7 separate regions of the Mus musculus genome follow, and all the other regions are linked to region 7. Evidence: chromatin contacts called from public promoter capture Hi-C data. All regions are on one chromosome and are shown on one strand. The core of a region is the stretch at or near the end of the contact, and the rest is flanking DNA. Distances in the headings are between cores, read along the strand shown.

Evidence for each region. Promoter capture Hi-C pulls out the DNA fragments that hold promoters and counts their contacts.
Region 1: a promoter capture Hi-C map of pre-B cells shows a contact between it and region 7, with 4 times the contacts expected there. The contact joins the promoter of Rrm1 here to the promoter of Neu3 in region 7. A contact is called at or near these places in 2 of 39 promoter capture datasets (neutrophils and pre-B cells).
Region 2: a promoter capture Hi-C map of pre-B cells shows a contact between it and region 7, with 2.7 times the contacts expected there. The contact joins the promoter of Kctd21 here to the promoter of Neu3 in region 7. A contact is called at or near these places in 2 of 39 promoter capture datasets (cranial neural crest and pre-B cells).
Region 3: a contact with region 7 is called in a promoter capture Hi-C map of liver, with 4 times the contacts expected there. The contact joins the promoter of Il18bp here to the promoter of Neu3 in region 7. A contact is called at or near these places in 2 of 39 promoter capture datasets (both in liver).
Region 4: a contact with region 7 is called in a promoter capture Hi-C map of liver, with 2.9 times the contacts expected there. The contact joins the promoter of Aqp11 here to the promoter of Neu3 in region 7. A contact is called at or near these places in 2 of 39 promoter capture datasets (both in liver).
Region 5: a contact with region 7 is called in a promoter capture Hi-C map of liver, with 2.9 times the contacts expected there. The contact joins the promoter of Rsf1os2 here to the promoter of Neu3 in region 7. A contact is called at or near these places in 3 of 39 promoter capture datasets (cranial neural crest and liver).
Region 6: a promoter capture Hi-C map of liver shows a contact between it and region 7, with 3 times the contacts expected there. The contact joins the promoter of Aamdc here to the promoter of Neu3 in region 7. A contact is called at or near these places in 2 of 39 promoter capture datasets (liver and pre-B cells).

The regions. Positions count from the first base shown.
Region 1 is chr7:102,440,438-102,443,137 of GRCm38.p6, reverse strand. It overlaps Rrm1 (ribonucleotide reductase M1), which reads right to left and starts at 1,443. Exons shown (of 19, transcript NM_009103.3): 1 at 1,095-1,443; 2 at 63-151. The coding sequence starts at 1,113.
Region 2 is chr7:97,330,914-97,333,613 of GRCm38.p6, reverse strand. Kctd21 (potassium channel tetramerisation domain containing 21) reads right to left here and starts at 1,291. Exons shown (of 2, transcript NM_001039039.3): 1 at 1,243-1,291. Usp35 (ubiquitin specific peptidase 35) reads left to right here and starts at 1,505. Exons shown (of 11, transcript NM_001177412.2): 1 at 1,505-1,777.
Region 3 is chr7:102,016,938-102,019,637 of GRCm38.p6, reverse strand. Il18bp (interleukin 18 binding protein) reads left to right here and starts at 1,406. Exons shown (of 7, transcript NM_010531.2): 1 at 1,406-1,528; 2 at 1,974-2,041; 3 at 2,287-2,351; 4 at 2,697-2,700. The coding sequence starts at 2,324. It overlaps Rnf121 (ring finger protein 121), which reads left to right. Exons shown (of 9, transcript NM_029211.3): 9 at 1-501.
Region 4 is chr7:97,736,826-97,739,525 of GRCm38.p6, reverse strand. Aqp11 (aquaporin 11) reads left to right here and starts at 1,279. Exons shown (of 3, transcript NM_175105.3): 1 at 1,279-2,157. The coding sequence starts at 1,539.
Region 5 is chr7:97,695,024-97,697,723 of GRCm38.p6, reverse strand. It overlaps Rsf1os2 (remodeling and spacing factor 1, opposite strand 2), which reads left to right and starts at 1,257. Exons shown (of 3, transcript NR_154552.1): 1 at 1,257-1,612. Clns1a (chloride channel, nucleotide-sensitive, 1A) reads right to left here and starts at 1,067. Exons shown (of 7, transcript NM_023671.2): 1 at 855-1,067. The coding sequence starts at 994.
Region 6 is chr7:97,578,238-97,580,937 of GRCm38.p6, reverse strand. Aamdc (adipogenesis associated Mth938 domain containing) reads left to right here and starts at 1,441. Exons shown (of 5, transcript NM_001177945.1): 1 at 1,441-1,572. Rsf1 (remodeling and spacing factor 1) reads right to left here and starts at 1,042. Exons shown (of 16, transcript NM_001081267.2): 1 at 833-1,042. The coding sequence starts at 1,034.
Region 7 is chr7:99,827,137-99,829,836 of GRCm38.p6, reverse strand. It overlaps Neu3 (neuraminidase 3), which reads left to right and starts at 1,420. Exons shown (of 3, transcript NM_016720.2): 1 at 1,420-1,679.

The DNA.
Region 1 (2,700 bases), core at 194-2,693, 2.6 Mb before region 7:
GGTAAGTGACATAAAATCACATAGCATGCAAAGAACCCCTGATACACACTGTATTTACTTACAGGATCAACAAAGTCCATGTTGAGTCCATAACAGAGTTTCTGGATTCGTGATGTAATTTTGTCAAACATAACTCGCTCTTGGCGGCCATCTAAATAATCAAATCACAGTTAGCATTAGCAGTTATTAAGCGGGCAATACCAAAGAATCAAGTATATTCAGCTTTTAAAACTGTTTAAAACAATTAAGAGATTGTCTTTGGGGTCTGCAGAGACTGCTCAGTGGTTAATCATGTCTACTCGGATTAAGTCTTTGTCTATTTGGGTTAAAAGTCTTTGTCTATCGACCTATGATAGAGGAGGCAGCCCTCTGTGAGTTTGAGGCTAGACTGATCTACACAGAGTAAGTTCCAGGCCAGTCAGAGAAACCCTGTCCCAAGAACAAACAATGTAAAAAAAAAAAAAAAAAAAAAAACCTCCCCACAAAAATGCAGAGGCAGGAGAGATGATACTACACTCCCACCTCAGAAGAGACCAGAAAAATGACAGATGTTCAAAAAATGTGGTGTCCTGCCTTTTCTTTTTTTCCTTATTTCCTCCTACACCAGATCATCGACTCCGCGGTTCTTTTGTCTGTTATTTTGTTTAAGAAATGAGGAAAGACAGGCACAGGGCTATTATGAGCTATGGGTTTCAATTCTAACCTCACCAACTACTAGCTGGGGTGGAATGGGGGTGTTGGGGTGCTTTTTCGTGTCTTTGCAACCTCTTCTAAAAAAATGGAGCCAAAAGCAGCTACCTCTGAGGATGGCGGCAAGGAATAACAGTGCTCGGGAACAATCTCAGACAGGGTTGGAGGGAGTCTGGAAGGGAGCACAAAGTCAAAGTCAAAGGGAACACACAAAGGTCAAGAGAATGGGGACAGACTGAGCAGACACAGGCCCAGCTGACAGACAGGGCGGGAAGCGCGGCGGGAAGCGCGGGAAGCGGCGAGGCGCCGCGGGTCGGGCGGGTCGGGCGGGCCGGCGATAGTGACCGCTGGGCTCTCCGCAGCCGGGTCCCCTCTCCTCCTCCCCATCCCCACGGACCCCTCACCTCGCTTGATCACATGCATCGCCGCTAGAAGCTGAAGTGCTGAGAGGTTCGAGACCAGTTAGCAGCTCCGAGGCGAAGAAGGGACAGAGACGACTGTCAGATGTGAAGGGTTGGACTCCGAGAGGCTGCTCGGACGGAGGGATGGAAGCTGCGCGATAGACAGCACTTTCCTCACCAGAGCAGACTAACCGAATTACGAACTCCTTCCCGCTCCCGCCACCCGTGACGTGCAGAGCAACGCGACGGACGGAATTCGAATGACGTTCTTGACGTTTCAACGCCGGGAGTTGAATGGGCGGAAACTGAGCAGTAGACAGACAGCACACGAGTCCCTTGGCCGCCATATTGAGTGTGGGCAAAGCCCGGGAGACTGCGCTCCTTTCCACCACATTGGGTGAAAGCGGACCTGGCGGGAACGAGTTCTCCTGCCGCCATATTGGGTGTGGGCAAGCAAATCTCCCGAGTATTTTTATTTCATAACAAAAAAGTAACCAACCAGATATCCAGAACACCTTTTTCCTTTTTCCTTCTTCCTCCTCCCTTCCCCCTTCCCTACCCCTCTGACTTTTTTTTTTTTTTTTTTGCTATTTTACATTATGGACATTATGGAAACACCAAGATTTTGTTCTGGTTTGCACTAAAGCCTACAACCCGCAAATAAGAAGCAGATAGGAAGCCCGGGGCTCGTAGGTCTACACTCCTCAGTTAAAGAGTGGGGCTAGACCAAAGGTGTTTGAATTTCAGCCTTACAGAAATAGGGGTACTGTGAAACTCTTATGAAGGCCCACAGTCCATTTGCTTTTACAGTTTTGTGGATGGTAGTAGAGATAGGATCAGCAATAAGATAGTCGTCGCCACATTAATACGTGAAAACAGCCAGACATTATGCAGAGACCAAGACATCTGCGAATACTCAGTCCTAAGGGACTTCTCCATCAAATCCCTCCCCAAATGACTCAGGGGGCCCCATAGAAAAGGAGGAAGAAAGAGTGTAAGAACCTAGGGGGATGGAGGACACCGAAGAATCAAGGCCCTCTATGCTCTTATAAACTCTTGAGACTAAGGCAGCATGCCCAGGGCCTGCCTGCCTTCCAGTTTACTAGTGTTTTTTATGGGATTTTATAGTGTTCGCCTGAGTGTGCGAACAAGTGTATCTCTGATTCTTGTTCCTTCTCATGCATTCTGTCCTTCTGTTGGTTCTGTTCAACACTGATGTGCTAGTTTTCTTTCTTTTTTTTTTTTTCTTTTTTCTTTTCTTCCCTTGGAAGCCTGTTTGTTTTCTAACGAGAGACAAAACGGGGCAGGACCCAGATGGGGAGGAACTGGAAGGAGAGAAGGGAAAACATAATCAGGATATGTTATGTGAGGCGAAAAAAAAAATCCATTTTCAATAAAATGGGGGGAAAGGCTAGGTGAAAAAAAGAAAGAATAGTTAAAGTCGTACTTTAAACCTATTCAAGACAAGTATAAAAACTAATTTCGGTCATAAAACTGATCTTCATAAAATAATGTATGTGGCATTCTTTCGCTAAAACCTATCATTTGCTTCTTACACCCTCCAGAAGGGGTCCATCTCCACCCACAACTGACACATCATAGGAAATCC
Region 2 (2,700 bases), core at 42-2,541, 2.5 Mb after region 7:
AGCTGACGGCCACCTTGCCCTGTCCTATCTCTGAGAGGCCTACAGGCTGCTCCCCTCAGTTCACACAAGGGGCACTGGGATTTGTGCCCATCAGGGCGGGGTGGGGGTGGGCTGGAAGAAGAGACCACCCAACCTGAGGCATTTCCTTGCTTGCACAGAAATGCTTTGTTGAAGATGGTCCCAACACCATCCCTCAACCGCAGGCAGAACTTTCCCTAGCCACCCTGGCTCATCTTGTGGTTTTCCTCAGGCACCCACACCTCCTTTCAGCTTTCTCTTCCTGTGGCCTTCCCACTCCTCCCAACAGTGATAACTGTAAACAAAGGGCTTTCAAATAGCTCCAGCCTGAAGACACCATAGAAGGGTTGCCTTGTAGCTGGGCATTGAAAGTGCTAGGGCACAGGTCCTGGAGCACAACTTTGGATGGGTGGGGCATTGGATTGCCTTGTAGCTGGGCATTGAAAGTGCTAGGGCACAGGTCCTGGAGCACAACTTTGGATGGGTGGGGCATTGGGTTGCCTTGTAGCTGGGCATTGAAAGTGCTAGGGCACAGGTCCTGGAGCACAACTTTGGATGGGTGGGGCATCACAATGCTTGCTTCTTTCCTGTCACCCCAGACCAAACCTCTGTTTCCCCTGTGGGCAGAGAAAGGCAGGGTCTTTGAAGGCTTTTGGGGGCAAGTCACTTATCAGGTGTGTTGCTCAACTGGAAACAGTTATCACGGTGAGGCCTTGGCGGGATGTGAGTAGAATGAGTATGTGTGTGACGCACTGAGCTCCAGGGATGGGCTCTTTATTTCTAGTCACATGGAAAGAATGGTGCTGTGTACATCCACACGCCCTGGGTTCACTAGAGCTGGGAGGGGTCCCTGTCATCCCTGTGGTCCGCCTCGCGCTCGCCCACCTAACCCAGCACCCACTCCTCAGCTCTGGAACCGGTCCCTTCTGATCAAACAAGAGGTCCCCTTCTCACCTAGAGACTCGGCTCCTCTTCCTAACCCACCAAAGGCTCCTCCCACAGCGCATCCCTTTCTCCAGCCCCGCCCCTCAGGTGGTTCGGTCTACCCCCTCACCCCGAAACGCGCCCCTCCCCCGCGGCCACGGGCGGGGCTACCCCATTTCACAGATGAGAACAGCGAGGCTGCGACAGATGACCTTTCACGGCAGGACAGGTGCCCGGAAAGACATGTATGCGTCCGCTGGGTCCAGAGCCCTCCCCGAAACCCCTGCGCACCGCACCCACCTCCTGCCCTCGCTCGGCAGCCTCCCCTCCAGCCAGCGCAGCTTCGCTAGGGGGTGGGCCGGGCTGGGGCAGGGGCGGGTCGTCCCGGGCCGCGCGCTGGCCGCCGGGACTTGTAGTCCCCTCTGCGTTCCTTCCTGTGCCGCGTGCCGGGCCCGGACTCCACCTCCCAGGAGGCTACGCGGAGAGCCAGCCCCCTACTGGCCCGCCCCGCCGGCACTGGGACCAGCTGGCCTTAAAGGGGACGCGGCCCGACTGGGAGCTCGCAGGGTAACCCCCGCTGTGGCTCCGCCCCGTTTCCCCGCACCTCACCCCTCTCCCAGTTCCGTCCCGCAGCTCTGAGACCGCGCAGTTGCACTGCCCAGGTCCATCTAGGGTTGTGCGGAGCGGGGTGGGTGGAGTTGGACATCACAAAGTAGCAGCAGCATCCCTGCGGTCTGGGACCCCTCGGTAGGGGAGCGGAGGACCCGCCCTGACCTCGACTGGCCCAGCCTAGTCTAGTCCGGCCCATGCGCCCCGCCCAGGAGTGGGTTCTAAGGTAAGGCCCTCTGAAGTCTAGGAGTTAAGGGGGCTTTGGGTGTTTGAGTGCTCATGTCGGGGGGCGGGGGCAGTGTCTGCACTCTTGACATTTCGAGTGCTCCTTACTTATCTTTAGGACTCTGAGAGCACGAGATTGGAAGGTGGGGGATCTAGGTGCTTCTGGGCCTTTGCTGTGTGACCTTGGCCTTCTAACTGCCCCTCTCTGAGCCTTAACCATCTCCTTCATCAACTGAGTAGTTCCAGCTTCTGTACCTCTCAGTCCTGAGAGCAGCCACAACTAGAACCATGACGCCTGGCAATCTTTTTGCGGAGAACCCCCAGTCTGGGCTAAACAGGCGTAAGGAAGGAAGAGAGGGGGCCCAACTGGAGTAGACACTGAGGATCCAGAGGCAGTCTGATCATCTTTGTCCTGGAGTCCGGGGGCCTTGACATCGCTTGCAGATTGCAGAACTGAAGCTTAAGCGCCTGTCCTCCCTCAGAGAAAGTCTGGGCTGGGAGTGGGGGCTGGGTTAGCAGAGGTTAGTGAGTGGTGGCTCTGTAATCAGGGGCGAGTGTGGACAGTCCCAGAGGGGACTTCTCTTCATCTTCTCTTCCATCTCTCTAATTCCTCTTCAGTAACAGGGTTGTTCTTGCCTGTCACTAGCAAAGCCCTCACTCCTGTCTTTCCAGGACCCAGCCTGGGGCTGGTCGAGGCCTCCTAGGGGGAAGGGTGCCATGCTAGGGTTGCCTTGGTAAGACACTGAGTTAAAACACATTCTGCTGCCAAGAGACCCGAGTGAACCCTGGCGTCCATAGGAGTCAGGGTGTGGGGGCATGAATGTGAGGGGCTGAGAGGACAGCAGATGAACCCCCTCCTCCCCAACGCAGGGCAGGGACCTGCAGACCCTCCCTCCTCCCCTTTGAGGAGATCTGGGAACAGCA
Region 3 (2,700 bases), core at 157-2,656, 2.2 Mb before region 7:
CAGCAGCGAATGTTGCAGCTTCTTGTGCAAGTACACCCTTCATGGAAGTGTTGACATGTGCCAAAGGGTACTCTGCACATCACTTCCTTCCTGAAAGCCTAAGAGTGTGTATGTTTGTGTATGCACAGAGCAGACAGACTAATGGATCTCTGTTTTCTGCCAGTCATCAGTGTGCCCTTGAAGCTAAGAGGGGATTCCAGCCCAGGAAACGTCCCTAGGTAGGCTTGGTCATTTGTGGGTTTTTCCCAGGCCTGACGTTAAGAATGGTGAGTGCATAGGCAGAATGAGGCCTGAATAAAGATGGGCTCTGAAAGGGGACTTCTGAGCAGGCCTAACTGTAGTCCTGGAAGTCTGAAGAAAGGGGGAGGGCATCATGGGTCAGCAGCACTGGGTGTCTAGAGAAATTTGGCCTGGCCCATTTGAAGGCAACAAGAACCAAACAGGATCTTGTCATCACATCTGAATAAAGCTCCATGAGCTGGCTGCAAAGCTGGACACGCATTTGCCTTTTTTTTTTTGCCACCTCTTTCCCGGGCCCCCTGGGGTATCTTGGCTTCTTGCATCCCACCTGAGAGCCGGAACCTGGAGCCATTGGTCCTGCCTTCTCACCCATCCTCCCTCTGTGAGAGTGTGTGTGTGTGTGTGTGTGTCTCCTGTCCTACGGCATCAGGGGCCCTGAGGCCTTCACCCCCAGTCTGAGACTAGTACCCTGATACCCCCACAACTCAGCCTGTTCTCTTACTCAGCTGTGGCTTCCTTTTTCCCTCCATCCTCAGAGGAATGAGAGCTGAGCAGAAGGCCAAGAGACAGGCTACTCTTCCTTTGGTATTTGTCCTCCCCTCTCCCTAAGGTGAAGGCTACGTCTATGTTTTACCTTTAGTCTTGTAAGGTACAGTGCAGTTCCTCGTCCTGCACCCCTACCCAAACCCCAGTGGAATGAGAAATCCCCCAATGGCTGTGTGTGGATGCACAACTTCTGGACCTAACTCCTAGAGATCCTGGATTCTGAGGGAGTTTTGCCCTGAATTCAGCAACCTAGGTGGTAGAGGGTAGGTGGACTGCTCAAAAGAAATGTGACTGTGCCACATAGAAGACAGCTTTTAGCCTCCTGCATCTGAACCAGGTATGAATCTATTCCCACAGGTCCTTCCAACCTGCTCCATCCCACTTGTCACCAGTTCTACCCTCTGGTGACAGAATCACAGACCTAAGAGCACAGCACTTTGCCCCAAGTGTGCGCATTGGTCGTTCTGCCCCAAGAGGTTCTGGCACATGCAGGGAGCATGGCTTCAGGGTTTTGTTTGATTCTAATTTTGTTCTTTCCAAGTACCAGTCTCTGAGCTACTGGAGCCAGTGTTGCGGAAGTGCCTTCCTGGCTATTTGGGGTCAGCTCTCGCTTGGCTGGGAGTTTTGTACACGAGCCAGGCAGGGAAGTTGCTCCTTCCTGTGGTGAGATTTTCTTGGGGCCAGGCAGCTATCCTGGCTGAGCCTTAGAGCTCCAAGAAGCTATTCGGGGCTTAGGAGCCAGGTAGGAAGATCTAAATTTACTGAAAACGAACCTGTACAAGTGGCTGTGGCTGTGTGTGAAGGCTGGTGTTAAGTGATACACCTGACCTTGGGGTGAGGGATGGGAGTGGGGGAGCTTGAGAGAAACTACGATATTAATGGGCCAGTGAGGCACTGAATGTAAAAAGGTCAGTGGTTCAATTTGGGGTTCCCAGTACTAATAAATACTGCCTCCTTGGAGTTTGTTCTGGAGAAAGGAAAGTTGGCTGTGAAGGGTGGAAGGGGCAAGACAGGTACAGACCTGTGAGAGACTCATCTTTCTCACCCCTTCGCTAACCTTAGAGAGAGGGGTGAGGTAGATAGAGGATTCCTGTGAGTTTGGAGAGGGGCCCATTCGGAACAGCCTGCTTTCGATTGGGATTCCTAGCTAAGAAAGTGAAAGTGAAAATAGGTGCTCGATTTCCTAGAAGCTGACTGCTGCCTGCCCTTCCCAGAAGGAGGCTGGCAAGCTGGCAAACGGACTGTTGCTTCCCAGGTAAGTCCCTGGCTTTTAGTACTTTCTCTCCTTCCTAAGGGGGTATAAGTTATATAAGTGCTGTTTGGAGCTGGTATGAGAGAAAATTGTTACTATTAACACCAGCAGTGCCTTAAGTGTGGATAGCCCAGCTGGTGGCTACAGGTCTGCCCTCTAAACTACCAGCTCAAATGGGTGTCAGTAACACTGCCTGAGGGAAAGAACACAGATGTAGGGCTAGCTGACTTTTACTTATTTTTTTCCAGAGGAAGTCACAGACACCAGACTTGCTTGCAAGTCATCATGACCATGAGACACTGCTGGACAGCAGGTGGGACATTAGGCTTTGTGGCTCTTAAAGGAATGGAGCTATGTGGCTAACTCTGCTACCCAACACCCCCCACCCCAAGGAAGTTCCATCCAATTCTTCCATTGCTGTAAGCGCCTATGTAGCTACTTTGGTTCTGGCTCCATTTCAAGGCTCCTTTGCACTACATTCAGCAGAGCCGAGGGGTGGGGGCTAAACGGTCTCCACCCACTCAGGTTCCTGGTGAGAACCTAGGAGTATCTGGGTCGAGGTCTGTTCCTACCCAGGTAGCAGCTTGTCCCCAACTAAGATGGGTGCTAGAAAGCTGAGCTTCAGTTTTATTTACAGCTGTAACTGTTTGTTCCTCAGGCCC
Region 4 (2,700 bases), core at 30-2,529, 2.1 Mb after region 7:
AGAAAGTGACTTCCAGAACTATTTTAATATTCCCTTTTTCCCCCCTTCCCTTTTGCTCCGGCCCCGCTCGCACTGGACCATAGGTTTTTTATTTGTTTTTCATTAAGGATGGTTGTGAGCCACCATGTGGTTGCTGGGATTTGAACTCACGACCTCCGGAAAAGCAGTCAGTGTTCTTAACCGCTGAGCCATCTCACCAGCACCTATTTTAATATTCTTATTTGGGATATCTATAAGGCAAACTTCACAATAGATGTTAACTGTGCTGGAATACTTGACTCTCAGCTGGTGCAAGACTTCAGCTCCAGGCTAGCTTCCTTTCCATGGCCCCTCAAACTCCCTTCTTTCCATCCTGCCTCAGGTTGTCCCAGGATTCTGGGAAGCCAACCAATCCAAGGGTTTCCTTCCCACACTGGATGCCAATGAGAACAAGCAAACAATGTTTTCTTAGTATTTTAATATCTCATGATGAAGATAACATAAACATTATAAACTTTGAGGACTTCATGCCTAAACCACCACCTGCAGGCAAGGTGCTTCCAGCAGGTAAAGGTGCCCAATTGAGGACTTGAGTTTGATCCCTGGGACCCACCTTGTGGAACACATGAGATTGGGCACAGCGACCCCCGTATGTATGTATGTATGTATGTATGTATGTATGTATATACATACATATATATATATGTGTGTGTGTGTGTGTGTATGCACATATATAAACATAAATAAGACAATTAGATAATTAAGCAAATGCATTCGATAAAAAATAAAACACAACATCCAAAGTTTGGAAATAGTGGCGATAGCTAGATAAAGTGTGAATATAATTAACGTCAATTTTACACATAAATGGATATATATATTTTCCCCCACACTTACGAAAAAAGTTCGAGTGTGGGTGAAGAAAACCAAAGCTCTAACACCTTGTCAAACCAGTCAAACCTCGGTTCTCACGCCCACTCCCAGTTGACCACAGCTCCTTCCCTGAGGGTCACCTCCTCGCTCCTCAACCTCAGTCTCTCCATTAGTAAAAACGGGGTGGCTGCAAAGATGACCTCTGGGGCTCCGTGGAGTACAGTTTCCGGAGTGTGCAAAGATCAAGGCAGAGTTCCCAAGCCACGCTCCGATCGCCACATGCTCTAGCACCAGCGTGGTGCGGTCTTAGGCTCGGGGTCCGGCGCTGAGAGCCCAGAGCTCGGGCGCCACGCGCGTGCGCAGTGGTCTCGGGGCCCTGGCCCTGTGCTGAGGGAGGCGGCGGAAGGCGGGTGCGCGTGGGGCTCTACAGACCGTTGTCCCCTCCGCCAGTGCCCAGGGACAGCTCCCTCGCCGCCTCCTTTCCCCCGCCCTCCCCCCCTCCCCGGCTCAGGTCACATCTGCACAGCGCAGCCGGGGAGGGGAGGAGCCCTCCAGCGCGGAACCCGGGCTCTCCACTCGGCCCGCCCCTGAGGGGCGTGGGAGGGCGGGGCGGCGGACTTCGGACTCCAGCCCCCGACGCTCCTCTGTCCCTGCCGCCCTCAGCCATCCCCAGCGGTGAGGGAGCCATGTCCGCGCTACTGGGGCTCCGGCCCGAGGTGCAGGACACCTGCATCTCGCTGGGGCTAATGCTGCTGTTCGTGCTGTTCGTGGGGCTGGCCCGCGTGATCGCCCGGCAACAGCTACACAGGCCCGTGGTCCACGCCTTCGTCCTGGAGTTTCTAGCTACCTTCCAGCTCTGCTGCTGCACCCACGAGCTCCAAGTGCTGAGCGAGCAGGACTCTGCGCACCCCACCTGGACTCTGACACTGATCTACTTCTTTTCCTTGGTGCATGGCCTGACCCTGGTGGGCACAGCTAGCAACCCGTGCGGCGTGATGATGCAGATGATTCTGGGGGGTATGTCCCCCGAAATGGGTGCCGTGAGGTTGTTGGCTCAGCTGGTTAGCGCCCTGTGCAGCAGGTACTGCATAAGCGCCCTGTGGAGCCTGAGTCTGACCAAGTACCATTACGACGAAAGGATCTTAGCTTGCAGGAATCCCATCCACACCGACATGTCCAAAGCGATCATCATAGAGGCCATCTGCTCCTTTATTTTCCACAGCGCTCTACTGCACTTCCAGGAGGTCCGAACCAAGCTTCGCATCCACCTGCTGGCTGCACTCATCACCTTTTTGGCCTATGCAGGTTTGTTATTCCTACCAAACACTTGGCAGTCCGGAGCCTCTATGACCAGAGGTTCTAAGTTCTTTACCGATACATTTGAGCACCCCCTGCACCCTACCCTGGGCCACTTATTATTCTAACCACCTTGCAGCCTAGCAGTTGGAGCCAACATACAGATCTTCATTCATTGCTGTTTTGAACACCCAGAGAAAGCAGACACTCCGGTGCCGAAACTAAGATCGTGGCAGATTACTGCCAAAGGCTTAAATAGCCCACAAAGGGATTGTTTTAATGTTAGAAAGGCAGCTTATCAGTTACGGCTCTCATGCCAAGGTGGTATAGATTGCTTCTGACACTCTTACTGAGAAACGATCCGGTCAAAAAGTTCCTTCGAGCTTAAAGTGCACGATAGGTCAGTAGTTGACCGCGAGGAGAAGCAGTTCTGTAGCTGCATTCACGTCCTACTTTTTTCCTACAAATTACTTGTCATATTCCTTATGTGGAGTTGCACGTGGACTTTTAAGTAGACTCCCATGAAAGGTGTGTTTCAAGTTTAAACTGTTC
Region 5 (2,700 bases), core at 8-2,507, 2.1 Mb after region 7:
GTAGGCATAATCTTGGTCCCCAAGAGATTTGTTTTCCAGTGCCATGAAAGAAGGGACTTTGAATGTAATTAAGATTACTAATCTACTGATGGTGAAATAAACGAGATAGCCTGGATTTTCTAGGCAGGAGCAATGTTATAACTCGAGCTCTTAAAAGCAGAGGATTTCCTTTGTGGCCAACAAATAGAATATAGCAAAAGGTAAACCAGAGACTCTGAAAGACAGGAAAGAATGAGAAGAGAAAGAAAGAATGAAAGAAAGAGGGGGGAAAGGAGGGAGGAAGGGAAAGGAAAGAAATGGGGAGGGAGGGCGGGTGAACAGGAAGGTATGGGGTGGGGGTAGGAGGGTATGAGCGTGTATGTAGTGTGTATTTTAGTGGCATGTCTATGTTATTGTGAAAGTACTGAATCCTGCAGGTAGTGAAATAGAAGAATTCCTTCCAGGACCTGCACATCCAGGAGTCGGGTTCGGCTGGTTGTGACTCCGCCCTGCGTGGGCCTGAAGATGGTCCTTCCCCCCAGCCCCCACAAACACACACACTTGAAGCAGAACATCCCAGCTCATTAACCAAACGTCGTAACCCGTCACAATCTGAGCTACATATTCCACGCAGGGAAATCGTCTAGTTGACACGACCATTCCGAAAGCTAGGCCCACGGAAAAACTAACCGAGGCTCTGCAGACTCAAAACTCAACGTGACCACGCGCCAGGCTTGCAGGAGACAGGCCGGTTCGCACAGGTCGTTAGGGAGAAACGCGGGCTAGGGGACAGAACCAGCCGAGCTCGGGAGGGGACAATCCCACCCTGCCCGCACAATAGCGCCGGCCGGCTGGTCGGCGCCCCCCAACCTTACCTCTCCGCGATGTAAAGCGTGCCGGTGCCGAGCCCCTTCCCGTTCAGCACAGCCTCGGTGTCTGGCTGCTGCAGCCGGAGCCCGTCGGCCGACCCAGGCGGCGGGAAGCTTTTGAGGAAGCTCATTGCCGGGGAAAGCATCGCTCCACGCGAACCGAGAGAGGCGAGTACCGCAATCGCGGCTCGCACGGAGCTGCCCCGGAAGCAGTAGTCGTAGCCCGGAAGAACAACTTTCTCAGCGAGGGCCTTAGCATGCGGTTGACCATAGAGACGGGATGTTCTAGGCAACTCAGAGGTCCGCAGCGAGCCGGCTGGCTTTTGTCACGTGGCATCGGTTCCCCTTTCCCGCTCCTCTAAGGATGCTTAGAATAATCGAGTGTTTTCTATGTGGTTCTCTTTGAAGGTCATAGGAGCAAACCCCGAGAGAGGATGTATAAGGAATACCAAGCCTTTCCCAACAAAAAGCGGGAAGGGACCCAGGCCCCAGGAGTCCCTCGCCGAAGGAGGACTCACAGAAATAAAATCCACACGCATCTGGAGATCCCAAGTCTCCCGGCTGGGTGCACGAGTCTACCCTGCTTCCGCCTCGTCAGGCCTGTTCTCCTTGGGTTCACACAGCCATTTACCAGACCTCTTAGTCCCCACGTCGCCGGAGAGATCGAGCGCCCCATCCCCACGAGTCATGCCACGAGCACGAAAAGGTTACATTAATGATGGACAGTGCGCAGCAAGACAGTCAAAAGACTGCCCGAGGGAAAGGTAGGCCACTGGTTAGGAACCCTTGCCTTCCCTGTTCGCTAGGTCCCAGTGAATAAGAGCAGTGAAAACCTACAGGTTTGGTGAATAGAAACCCATAACAGAGACCTATAGACCACACAGCATACGGACTTTACCTCTTATATTTCTTCATGGATTCCTTCGTGGTTTTTGAGACAGGGCTTCTTTAAGTATCCCAGGCTGGCTTCCAATACATAATCGATTTGCACCGAACTCCAGTTTACTGGTACTACTATGAGCACCCATCACCACACTTGCTCAATTAATTTTTTTCTTTATGATACACAATATGAACACATTTTCTATTACCCACTTTAACAGATGGGACCTGAGGCATTAAACTCACAAGCTAGAGTTGGTGGATGGAATTCAGTCAGTTGACCTCTAGACTCCACTTTTTTTGGCTGTAGAATTGTAATATCTATGGGGCTAAGGCTGTTTAGGTTGGATAACATACATGGAGGATGTGATAGCAGTTTTATCTTTCTTTCTCTTCTTCCTCCTTTTTTCCCTTTGGATTCTTTTCAACAGAGGAATCTAAAGATTTTTTTCCTCACATATATGTATATACCTACCTACATACAGTCAGGTGTGAGCCACCCTGCCTGGGCGCAGTGACCCTATCTGCAAAGGCATTAGGCAGTCTCACAAGCTGACCCATGTCTCCAGTCAGTTCCAAGTGTTACGTTTTAAAATTTAGTTTGTTGTTAGTGAGACTAGGAGGCAGGTCCCCTGAACAGGAATGAGAAGGTGGGAGTGGAGTAAGGGAGGGGATGAGAAAAGATTCTAGAACTCTCTGAAGGTTAAAATCCTCGTCATGTGGATATAGATTGAGAGGAAGAATTTGTGACGATGAAGACAAGAATAGACAAAGAAGAGAGGTTAAATATCGTTTCTAAATTTCCAGTTTAAAACGTTGAGTAGGTGTGCTTTCTAAGTGGTAGATTTCAGAAAGAGGTTTTCAAGGTAGGTTCCAAGGGTAGCAGATAGAGTTCTTGCTGGATTAGCTTGGGTTGAATCCCCAGTACTTAAAAAGAGTAGCCTATGAGTCTGATTGGAGAAATGGTTAA
Region 6 (2,700 bases), core at 192-2,691, 2.2 Mb after region 7:
CTAACCACCCCACCCCAGCCAGCAAATGGAAGAGTGACTTCTTCCCTTAAGCCCTGTAGCTGAGATAGGGGGAAGGGATAGAGAAAAGTGGAGAGATGCTTTTCTATTATTTTGGGGGAGGTGGTGAGGAGAAAAACTATGGAGGAGGAGATATTAACCCTCTCCTACCCAGAGCGGAGAAGCTGGGCCGAGTTCATTTCCCCTTCCTACGCGAGAATAGGGGGGAAGCCCCCTCTCTGGTCATAGACTCAGATCTCCCAAGGAGGAAGGAGTTTGGGGGGCTAGACCAGCCCTCCAGGGGACGGGAAAAGGCAGGAGCCGACTCTCTCGGGGGAGTTCCCACCACCGGGAGAGCGGAGTGTCCGCGGGCCCCCGCCCACTCAGGTGGAGTGAGCAGAGGGGGCGCCGAGAGAAGATGGGCCCAGCCTCCCGGGAGACGGTGGGGCGGATTGGTGGGAGGAGGGGAAGAGAAAAGCGCAAAGCTGGCCGGAACCTGCGCTCCCCTTCCCCCGCCACCTAAAGGGGTAAGAACTGGAGGCAACACCGGCGCGGGGGACCCGGCCCCAGAGCGTCAGGCCGGCACAATACCCCCTCCTGGGCCCTAGCCCACACCCGGTCCGCGACGCCCCCACCTCCGTCCCCGCGGGGCACGGTGGCCCTAGGGGGCCTCCGCCCCGCCTCCCCAGCACCCAGGAACCCCCGGGCTACGAGGAGTAGGGACTCCGCGGAGGCCAATCCCTGGCGAGGGACGGCCGCAGAGCCCCAGGGTATCTATGGAGAGCTAAAGCGCGCCAGGGCCGCTTCCCGCCGGGCTTTCGGGCCGATCGCTTACCTTCTCCGTTGCCGATGTCTGGCGGCGGCGCCTGCAGCACCCGCTCCAGCTCTGGGAACGGCAACTCGGGCAGGTCCAGCAGCGGCCCGTAGCGTTCCAAGAAGGAGCAGACTACGGCGAAGTTGGGGCACGAACCCGGGCAGCCCGGAGGAGCCATCGCCGCTGCCGCTGCCGCCGCCGCCGCCGCCGCCGCCGCCGCCATTTTGAACTGGAGGATGGAGGAGGAGGGGATGGGGGGGCGGGAGGAGTTGGGGGGACCGAGGGATGGCAGGGTAGCTTTACGGACGACAGGAGGCGCTCTCGAGTGGACGCCCCTGCGGCGGCGAGCGTCTCGCGCCAGGCGCCGCGATCCCACAATACCACGCCGGCCCGGAGCAGTCGAGAACTGAGTTAGATCGGGGACAGAGAGGCACTCTGGGCCCTTCACTTTCCGCCCTCTTCCCGTCCCCTTCCCTCTACGACTTCAAGGCTCCGACTTCTTCCCTCCCACTTCGGGGTCGCTACTGCCTCGTGTGACAGGGGGAATGAAAACAAGGGAAGCGGGGCGGAGAGGTTGGGGGCGGGACTTTCTAAGAACGATAGCCAATGGGGGGAGGGGGCGGAGCTTCGGGTGTGGGCCGGCTGAAGGCGAATTCCAGGCCTGGTGGCTGAACCGCTGTGGCTCAGAGTCCCTCGGCTAGCTGCAGGGAAAGGTGAAGCACGGATCCGACTGGAGGAACAACCGCGAACAGAAGCGCTGCGTGAGTTTTCTGCGGGATCTGGGAACGGAGACGACCAAGAGAGAGAGACAGAGAGGGAGTTGAAGAGAGACACCAAGATGCAGCAAAAGAGAATGGCAGGGAGGAGAGAGGTTAGGAGAAGGAAAGGTGCGGTTGTGGCTTGGCGCGGGACCCTGGAGAGAAGTCTCAGAAAGTTTGCTGAGGGGTGTTGCCCTCTCCTGAGTGTTGTGTGACCAAACTTTTCCTGGGGGGACGGTAAACACATCTCACCCCAGACAGAGCTCCCACCGACAGACCGAAGTACAGATAACACCAAAGTCCAACTTGGCGAACCAATGCGTTTTATTTTAACAGGAGCATGGATAAGGGGTCACTTACAGGAGCAGGAATGACTCAGAGACAGCTGCGACCCCAGGGCCCACCCCAGCATGGGTGACAGATTATAAAAACTGCACAGCCTGCAGGCAGCTCACTGCGTTGGCATGTCCTTTCCAAGTGACTCTGGTCTGAACCTCTTCCAGGCAGCTCAGCTGGCTTCTGCTCCTCCCAGGCAGCTGGTCCCATCTCAGAGTCTTCTTTGCAGTGCAGCTTGTCTGAGAGGCTTTTTTTTTTTTTTTTTCAGCTCAACTTCCTTTAGTTTGAGAGAGACGATCACCTTTTACTGTTTGCTCTGACAGAGAGAGACCTAATGAATCTGGTTAGTTTCAGGGACTTCCTGAAGCTGTTTTGAGTTGTTTTACTGTCCTGTTTAAAGAGCTTCCTTGCCAGATGGAACCGGTGGACCAGGGCCTAAGGTACTCTGTGGATCACTAATGAGGAATTGCCTCTGCTGGGTGACCAAATCTGAGGAACCACTCTCTACTCGGGAACTAAGATGCTAAGAAGACTCTGGGCTCAGCTCAGGCTCTAAGTTGGCCAAGGTCTAGAGGGTGAGCTAGGATTCTACTTAGAAAGCTGGGAGTTCGCTGCACAGCAGTAAGCTTGTTAGGAAGCAGAGTTCTACTCCATTCCAGAGTTGGTTGTAGCATTCTCTCAGAAAGAATCCCAGAATGGGGAAAGTCATCAACAATGGAAAATAAATAGAACCTGCAGCTTAGGAAGCAGTATACTGTATGCTTAGGAGCAGGAAGTAAGTTTGAGTTGAACCAG
Region 7 (2,700 bases), core at 171-2,670:
GCCCATCCCTTAGAGCGTTCACTGCCGTACCCATGGTATTTGCTCAGGCTCAGGGATTCAAACTCAGTAGGAGTCAATGTTTTTCCATCCTTTAAGTTAATATTCCATCTTTCCCTTCATCTTTTGACAAATTCCTTTATGTTTTACTTGGTTCCAACAAAAAAAATGAGTTTCAATTGTTTCTCTCCATGTGAGTTCTACTTCTGAGTATCAAGTTCACTTCAAAGAAAGAAGACCCCATATTCTTACACTGGAACTAGAGGAGGCAGCCATTTGGGAGAGAAACTCCTAACATGACTGGGATGAAATAAAAGGAAGTCACTTTGCTCCTTGGTGGACAGGGCCCTGCCCCCTGGCATCCTCACAGGCAGAGGAGGAATGGGGTCCGGCCGAATCGGCCCTGCTGTGCTGCTTTCTATCTTACTGTGGTTAGACCCACACTTGGGGGTGTGATTTCTTATATTATAAGGTGAAGGGTGCTATCATACATCTTACTATTATAAGTCAAATACAAGTCACTCCCCACAGGGTAATGCCACTATGCTAAATGTCCTAGTTCATTATGTTAACCTGGTACATAAGGAACCACTGTGAATTTTGATACCAATGTACTCCACATCTTGGTTTTTATGTTTGTTTGTTTGGGTTTTTGTTTTGGTCGTGACTTTTTCATTTTCTTTTTAGTCTCCTCTGGTAGCCTTGTTGACCTGATGGGTTTTGTTTGTTTGTTTGTTTCGGTTTGTTTTTTTGTTTGTTTGTTTGTTTGTGTTGTTGTTGTTTTTTTTTAACAGTCATTTTTAGCTTTCTTTGTCCCCACCCCTGGCTGATCTCTTAGATGCTGCAGTGTGTCAAGAGGGGCCTTTTCCTCTTTTGATTTTGGTAGGTGGGGAAGAATGGGATGGTCCTTGCGTGTGATTGTGAAACAAGAGAATGGATTCAGTACTTGGTGACAGATACATGTATGTAAATGTGTGTAGACAATATACAATAAGTTATCGAAGGTACAGGAGAGTGAACCTAGGACGTTGCACCTGCTAGGCGAGTGCTCTGCCACCTAACTGGTTTCTCGGCTCTGTTTATACTTTTTTTTAAAAATCTTGCGAGAAGGGCAATTGTTCAGGGTGGCCTTAAACTCATTTTGTAGTCCAGACAGATGAAATTTAACAGTCTCTACCACACTAGCAAAGTCCACAGCCCCGCACCACCAGGCCCTGATAAATATATACATTTTGGAACCTTTTGCAAGGAGAATGTCCAGTGCTTTGTGTGAAAACACCCCCTTCCACCTTTTATCTTTTTAGGAGTCCCCTCTGAGCCTCGGAACCTTTGTTCGACAATTAGACTGTCTAGGGAAGTTTTAGGCGGTGATACCTTCCACAGACCAATCGTTAAGGGCGTGGAGAAGCAAGCAGGGCGGGCACTGCGCGGTGAAGGGGCGTGGCCTGGCCGGGGAGGTTGACACCCAGACGCTGCTCTCAGTCCTCTGGCGCCTGCTCCCCAGCGCATTCCTTCTGCTCCTGGGATATTTGTCTCATTACTGCCAGTTCTTGCGCAGCGGTCACTGGGTTCGTTTCAGCGTCTGTGGTTTCTGTCGCTGTTATCCAGTCTCCATCGCCCCAGCTCAGCTTCAGGCCTTCTTCCGAGACTCCACGGGAGAGCCCAGAGAGCCTCCGGAGCCGGTGAGCTGGGGTGAGAGTCACCCGGAATTCGGCCGGGGACTGTGGGGACCTGCATCAGGAAGGAAGACTGAGTCAGCCAGAATCAGCTAGGACCATTCTACTTTTGCTTTCTTCCATCTAAAGCCAAACTTCAGCTGTAGTTTAGAACTGTGGGAACAAACCGAGACTGTGAAGTCTTCTTACTATAGAGGAGTTGTGGGCGACCAAAAAGGTTCCAAGGTGGAATGTTTTTGATACTAGATTTGCAACTGAGTGGTCTCCCCTAAGTTTTCCTCTTCAAACAAGGCTGACTTCAGAAGTCGTGCTAAACTGTACTCTCCCCAAGAAAGAGAATAGAGAGGACTTGGTTGGAAGGTGAGAGAGTATGGAACAGTAATTAATAATCAGAATTATCTGCTAAAGCAAACAACTCCAAAGCAGACCTGTACTAGATTCTTCTCAGCCCCTAGTTCTGAGCACATAGTTTGGGTGAATCCTTTAGGTGTGACCAGGCCACTGTGTTACCACTGTCATCATTATTATTAGAATAATCATAGTGAAAATTAATGACAATTTAATTGTTGAGGTGATGGCAGAACCAAAACTGAATTGTAAAAAGGTCAGCATTCACAATAATTAAAGACATCAATTTGTATAGTGCCTTAACGTTTATAAAGCATTTTTGAATGGTCCTGATAAGTACACATTACTAACCTTTAACAAATGAGAGCCAGTCATGGGGCCTGGCTCCTGTTAATCCAAGCACTCAGGAGGCTGGGGCATGAGAATCACAAGTTCAAGACCAGCCCAGGTGCTAAGAGGAGGTTGTAATTGATAGAATAATGCAGTGCTTAATGATGGGGCTTGGTACTGAGAACACAACAATGATGTGGTTTCATTGTGAGAACTTCATCAGTGTGTATGCACATCGTATGGCTCAGCTAGGCTGTATGGAGAATATATATATATATATATATATATATATATATATATATATATATATTCCATATATATGCCTATTGCGGCTGGAGCCATGATGAGT